2 separate regions of the Mus musculus genome follow, and region 1 is linked to region 2. The links are chromatin contacts, called in public promoter capture Hi-C maps. All regions are on one chromosome and are shown on one strand. The core of a region is the stretch at or near the end of the contact, and the rest is flanking DNA. Distances in the headings are between cores, read along the strand shown. Region 1 holds the start of A130051J06Rik (a long non-coding RNA gene). Region 2 holds the start of Yaf2 (YY1 associated factor 2).

Evidence for each region. Promoter capture Hi-C pulls out the DNA fragments that hold promoters and counts their contacts.
Region 1: a contact with region 2 is called in a promoter capture Hi-C map of the C10 cell line, with 6 times the contacts expected there. The contact joins the promoter of A130051J06Rik here to the promoter of Yaf2 in region 2.

What each region holds. Positions count from the first base shown.
Region 1 is chr15:95,803,103-95,805,802 of GRCm38.p6, reverse strand. A130051J06Rik (a long non-coding RNA gene) reads left to right here and starts at 1,342. Exons shown (of 2, transcript XR_875618.2): 1 at 1,342-1,527. All of the region lies in intron 1 of Ano6 (anoctamin 6), which reads right to left.
Region 2 is chr15:93,335,530-93,338,229 of GRCm38.p6, reverse strand. It overlaps Yaf2 (YY1 associated factor 2), which reads left to right and starts at 1,295. Exons shown (of 4, transcript NM_024189.6): 1 at 1,295-1,473; 2 at 1,765-1,890. The coding sequence starts at 1,448.

The DNA of each region.
Region 1 (2,700 bases), core at 93-2,592, 2.5 Mb before region 2:
AACAACAGGTCACACACAGGCTATCTCTAACACAAGTCTGACAGTGAACCCTAAAGTTTACTTATTCACAGAATTAATTTTTTAAATTAAAAATTGACCCAGTACCCCATACACACAGCCACACATAAAACCAACCAGGTGTGTGTCTCAGCTCTATCCAACAGTCAGGGTGCGCTGCCTGTGCACTTAACCACAAACGCCTAATTTCCCTCTATTAAACCAAGGAAGACCATTCTGCCCTTCACAGAAACCTCCCTTCATCTATCTGAACTCAGAATTCAAGCAGGCCAGAGGAGAGACCCTGCAAGGAAGATTTGTGCCAGGGAGAAACTGAAAAAAAGCAGGAGGGTGCAGGAGCAAAGCCACCTCGGAGAACACAGTCATCAAGACGTGAGAGACAGACACCTGGCCATGCCAGCTAAGGAATGACACCAGTCTCCATGAGGCAAGGAAAAGGTTGAGAGTCATGCATGACTCATCAGATGCAAACAGTTTACTACAGAATGCTGGTTTTGACTAAAGGGCTTCTCACAAACACTGAGGGGATGTCCACTTCTCATGATGTAAAATACAGAAGGGAGCTTTTCAGCCACATGCTCTGGGATTAAGGCATCCACACCAAGCCTGGACAGCGTGCCATTTTCACTACGTCAGCATCAGGAAGCTCAAGGTCACGAGGCCCCTGGGAGCTGCTTCTCAAAGGATCTGTCAGCTGCCAGATCCACATGTCTGCCTACCACCAGGAGGGATATGACTTCCCCACATCCTAGAAAGCACTGGGTCTTTTTCAGGTGGCGGGCTGAAGCTCAGCCTCTCTCTCATACCATACCCCTTTCACCATCTTATATCCAACAGTCCTAACATGACCGAAGAAGGACAGCGAAAATAAAATAACAGTCAGACGCAAGATTTCAGGCACCACCAATGTGGCAGTCCCACCTGGGACACATCAGAAATGATTAAATCCACTAAGGGACACCAAGCCAGGCAGGCATCCCCCCCCCACCCCCCACACACACACCCCAGGTCTACCTCAAGCAGGAGGCAGGTAGCACCACATTGGACAAGGCTTCTAAAGACACAAACCAGAGCCAGATTGAACCAGAGGCCCTAAGCCGAGGAAAAACATTTCCAAGCAAGGAATATGGACACATGGGGGAATTCGGTGGGAGGCAGGCAATGGCATCAGAGCTCAAGGCCATTGCTAGGCTATTGCTAGGCTCCTGGGGAATGCTGAGTGCTTCAAGGCTTCTCACAGAGAGCCAGAATTAGTTCCTCTGACTGGGGTGTGGCCCTGCTAAGAATTGGGACTCAGGAGCTAGCTCTAGGGGGAGTGTGGATGGGGGCTGTAATTTGATTCAGGCAGTTCCTAGGCCTCCATAACTCAGGCAGTGAATGACTAATCAGCCTTAAGAAATCATGAGTCACGCGGCAGGGAAAGCAACGCCAGCGCCAAGTAACTTCTCTGAGAACTGGGAACCCACGGGCTTGGACAAACACTGTGGAATATTATATCTGGGGCCAACGGTAAGTCCTGCCTCCTCTCTTGGTGCAGGTCAGTTTTAGTTTTGGGTTCTTAGAGCTCTTTAGTTACCAGATGAAGGCTAAGAATATCTGTCCGAAACATGCCTTAGTCAAAATGCCAGCAAGTGCTGACCTTTTGGAAAAATTAATTATTATACTTGACATTCTTGTGTGGAAGGAACAAACCCGCATGTATTTCTCTATGGATTGCTGTTGCACCCAGCAGCCTGGGCACTCAGGGACAGCGTATGAAGTGACTCTGAGTTTGGATTCAGACAGCAAAGCAATTAAAATGAGTACAGTTTGCCTGTACCCACCTCCCCAACTTAAAGTCAGTTAACTTCCTAGTATAAGCAAAAGCATTGTGTGAGCGGTGGATACAACCACAAAAATAACTAAAAGAAAAATAAAAAAGTAAGAAAGAGAAAAAAAGAAAAAAAAAGAAAGGAAGAAATCTGACTTTAAATAGAATGAAAAGGTAGCGTTAGGTAGCATGTTAAGATTTAACCAAAAAAAAGGTCTTTTCCAGATATTCTTGTAGTTCAAATACACTGGACTAATGGGAATAGATAACCACACTAGATTAATCTCCAAAAAAATACCACGTGACATGAAAAGGGGCAAGCATAAAAGATTATTATACTCTACTTTGTTCTATTTGGGTCAATTCCAACAGCTGGCACCCTCAGTTTACAGAAGAGGTCTTCAAACTGTTCCCCTGAACTGAGAAAAGAAATGAGGGATGTGGGGTAGGGGTGGGGGTGGAGGGGCGTGGCCTCCACCTGAGTGTGGGTGGCAGTCAGACCCAGGATCTGCCAAGCTTTACAGTTTACATCGCATATCACTCACTATATGAAGTGAACTTTAAAAATCTAATCAAGAGCATCCGTAGAGTGGGCTCCTATCAGACAAAAGCATGGCAGAAGGCAGCATCAGTCTCTCACACTCCCTCGAGTTCACCCATCAAGAAGACTCCCGTTTGGCCAGGAACCACAAGTAAGGTGAGATGCCATTCTAGGATGTACAACCTAACACAGAATCTCAAGCGAGAGGACTCTTGTTTATAACAGTCAATGAGAACAGAGTTTGTTCTCATGCCCTCCTGCCCCACGACCTGAGAACAAAACAAGCCTTAACTTTCGTCCTTCCATATAACTCTAGGTGCTCTGACAGGAA
Region 2 (2,700 bases), core at 46-2,545:
AAGCAAACCCCACATAAAACAATCTTTTAAATGCTTTTCCAAATTTCTAGTAACTCAGTGCCTTGTGCAAGTGCTCCATCTCTGAGCTGTATACTCCCACCCGTTCTGCTATAATTCATTTTGACTTTCTTTTCTCAGAAGCTTGAAGCCTATTTCCCTCTTAATTACCCCAATTAATATCATATTCCCAATGATAAAAAGGAGAGCATCCTCCAGTTTGGTTATTAACTCTTGTTTGGTAAGTAACACATCAATACAGTAGTCTCCCTTTTGCTGGAGTTTTGCTTTCCTGTTTCAATTACCCACAGACGATATAGTTCAAAATATTAAGGACTTCCTAAACAGTTAACTCCTCAAGTTTTTAGTTGCCATCTCACTCTGAGTATCATGATGAAAATTTGCTCCATCCTGCTCTGGCCCAGCTGGATACATTTTCTAAACAACCTTATAGTATCCCAGGAGCCACACAGTCAGATCAACTGTTAAGTACGCAGTGCCTGAACTGGGTCCCCTTCAGTTAGTTAAGCCTGATGCGGAGGCTACAACGCCTCCATCAGCACACCCAAATAAGGCAGAAGAAGGCAGGGCTCCGAGAAGGGATGGATTTCATCTCTCCTTTCTTCAGGGGCAGCTTTCCTGATGACGGTTCACCGACTTGGCATGCTAAAGTCGCCCCTCGATCAGAGGGATGTCAAGCTAACTCTGGTTGTGGGGTACCCGCCAGATCGGCGAGGTGGGAAGCAGAGCTTCAAGGACCAGCGAGATGGCTGTTTGGGTCTAGCAGGCGAGGTGTGTATCCCCGACAGGCTGGAGTAAGGAGACTCGGGGAGGTGGTGTCCAGGGCACAAGCAACCTCGTCTGCCTTACGTAGGCTCACGAGCGTCCGTTTTATAACAAGCCACTGCAGAGCCCCGTGAGGCCAGGAGGACGCCGCTGCAATTAAAACCGGATCAGACCCTGGTTTCGTCACGTTTGAATTATGTAAGCTAGAGCAGGGCACCGAACCTCTCCCGAGCCTCTGGGTCGCTTCCCCAGAAGGAAGGATGACAGTCCCCGCCGCGCCGGGCGCACGCGTGTCTGCGGGCGCCTGCCATCGCGCCCTTCGGGGCGTGCGAGCCACGGCCGGAGCGCTCCGGGGCAGCCAGCGGGCGGGCGAGCTGGAGGGAGGCGGCGCCGCGAACTCGCCGCCGGTGCTGGGCCGCGCTCCCCGCGTTTGAAGTCTCCGGCGCGGCCGCTGGTTGGCCGGCGCGGGTCACGTGCGCGCAGGCAGGAGTTTCCCCGACAGCTGGAGGCTGCGTGGGATCCGGCGGCGGCGGCGGCAGCGGCGGCGGCGACGGCGGCGGCGGCGGCTGCAGCTCGCGGCGCGGCCTTCCCCGCCCCCTCGCCTCCGCGCTTCCGCCGGCCCCTCACCCCGGCGCTGACAGACCGGCGCGCGTCGGCAGCGAGCATGGGCGACAAGAAGAGCCCCACCAGGTAGGGCGCCCGCCGGCGGAGCGCCCGCGGCCCGGGGTCCCGTGGCGTGGCGTGGAGCGGCGCGGCGCGGGGCGCGCGCGTGTGTGTGGGGAGAGGGGGTGCGGCGCGGCGCGGCGGGGCGCGCGGCTGCCCACAATGGGCCGCGATGGCGGCCGGGGTCAGCGGCCGCGCTCCCCTCCCCCGCGCGGCGCCGGGCGGGGCGGGGGTCGCGGGCCGGGCGGGGCGGGGCGCGGGGCCGGGCGCGGCCTGCGGCTGACCCCGCGCTGCGTCGTGTCCGGTTGTGTCCTGCAGGCCGAAGCGGCAGCCGAAGCCCGCCTCGGATGAGGGCTACTGGGACTGCAGTGTCTGCACCTTCCGGAACAGCGCCGAGGCCTTCAAGTGCATGATGTGCGATGTGCGGAAGGGCACCTCCACCCGGTGAGTCCGGCGCGCCCGTGGATCCCCCGCGGGGCCCCCCGCGCGACGCGGGACGGCGGGGCGGCCAGCCAGGCGGCGGCCGCGGTGGGGCGCGACCCGGCTGAGCCGCGGCTGGCGGCGAGGGCTCGGTGGCGGCGGCGGTGGCGCCTGCTGCGGAGGATGAATTATCCATGGGGGTCGCCGGCCGCTGCCGTGCCGTGCCGTTCCATGCGTGGCCGGTGCGGTGCCCCCTCCCCAGCCGGGCGCAGAGACCGTGATCGCTGGTCGCATTGTGGTGTTAGTGTGCGGGGAGGGGGCGGGGACGGGGAGCCGGGGCGGGGGAGGGGACGGAGGAAAGGCCGCGATGTCACTCGGTCCCCCTGGGGAAAAAGTATCGCTTGTAGGATCGTAATGGATTAAACTTTCTTAGTAACGGATGTCCGGAAAGGGTCAGGCCAAGGTTTCGCGTCTGGGTTTTTTTTTGTTGTTGTTCTATTTCTGTAATAATTTTTTACAGTTAAGTAGTTGGTTGGGAGGTGAACCCAGCAACGCAGTTTTACTCCAGTGCCTGGATATTTTTACACAAACGAGATGACATGATCTTTGTCTGTTGCCGGCCCTGGATTTGTTGTATGGTAGGCATATAGTATTATAATTGTCTTTCCAAAAAAAAAAAAAAAAACCATTTAAAAGAGTTAAATTTAGGAAATTCGAACTCAGTAGCATTCTTGATCTGTCTCCACTTGGTCATAGTTCCCTTGGGAAGGCCGCCTTTAAATCCACTTCTACAGTGATTTGTAGCAATATTTAAGTAAGGCATTTATTTTGCTG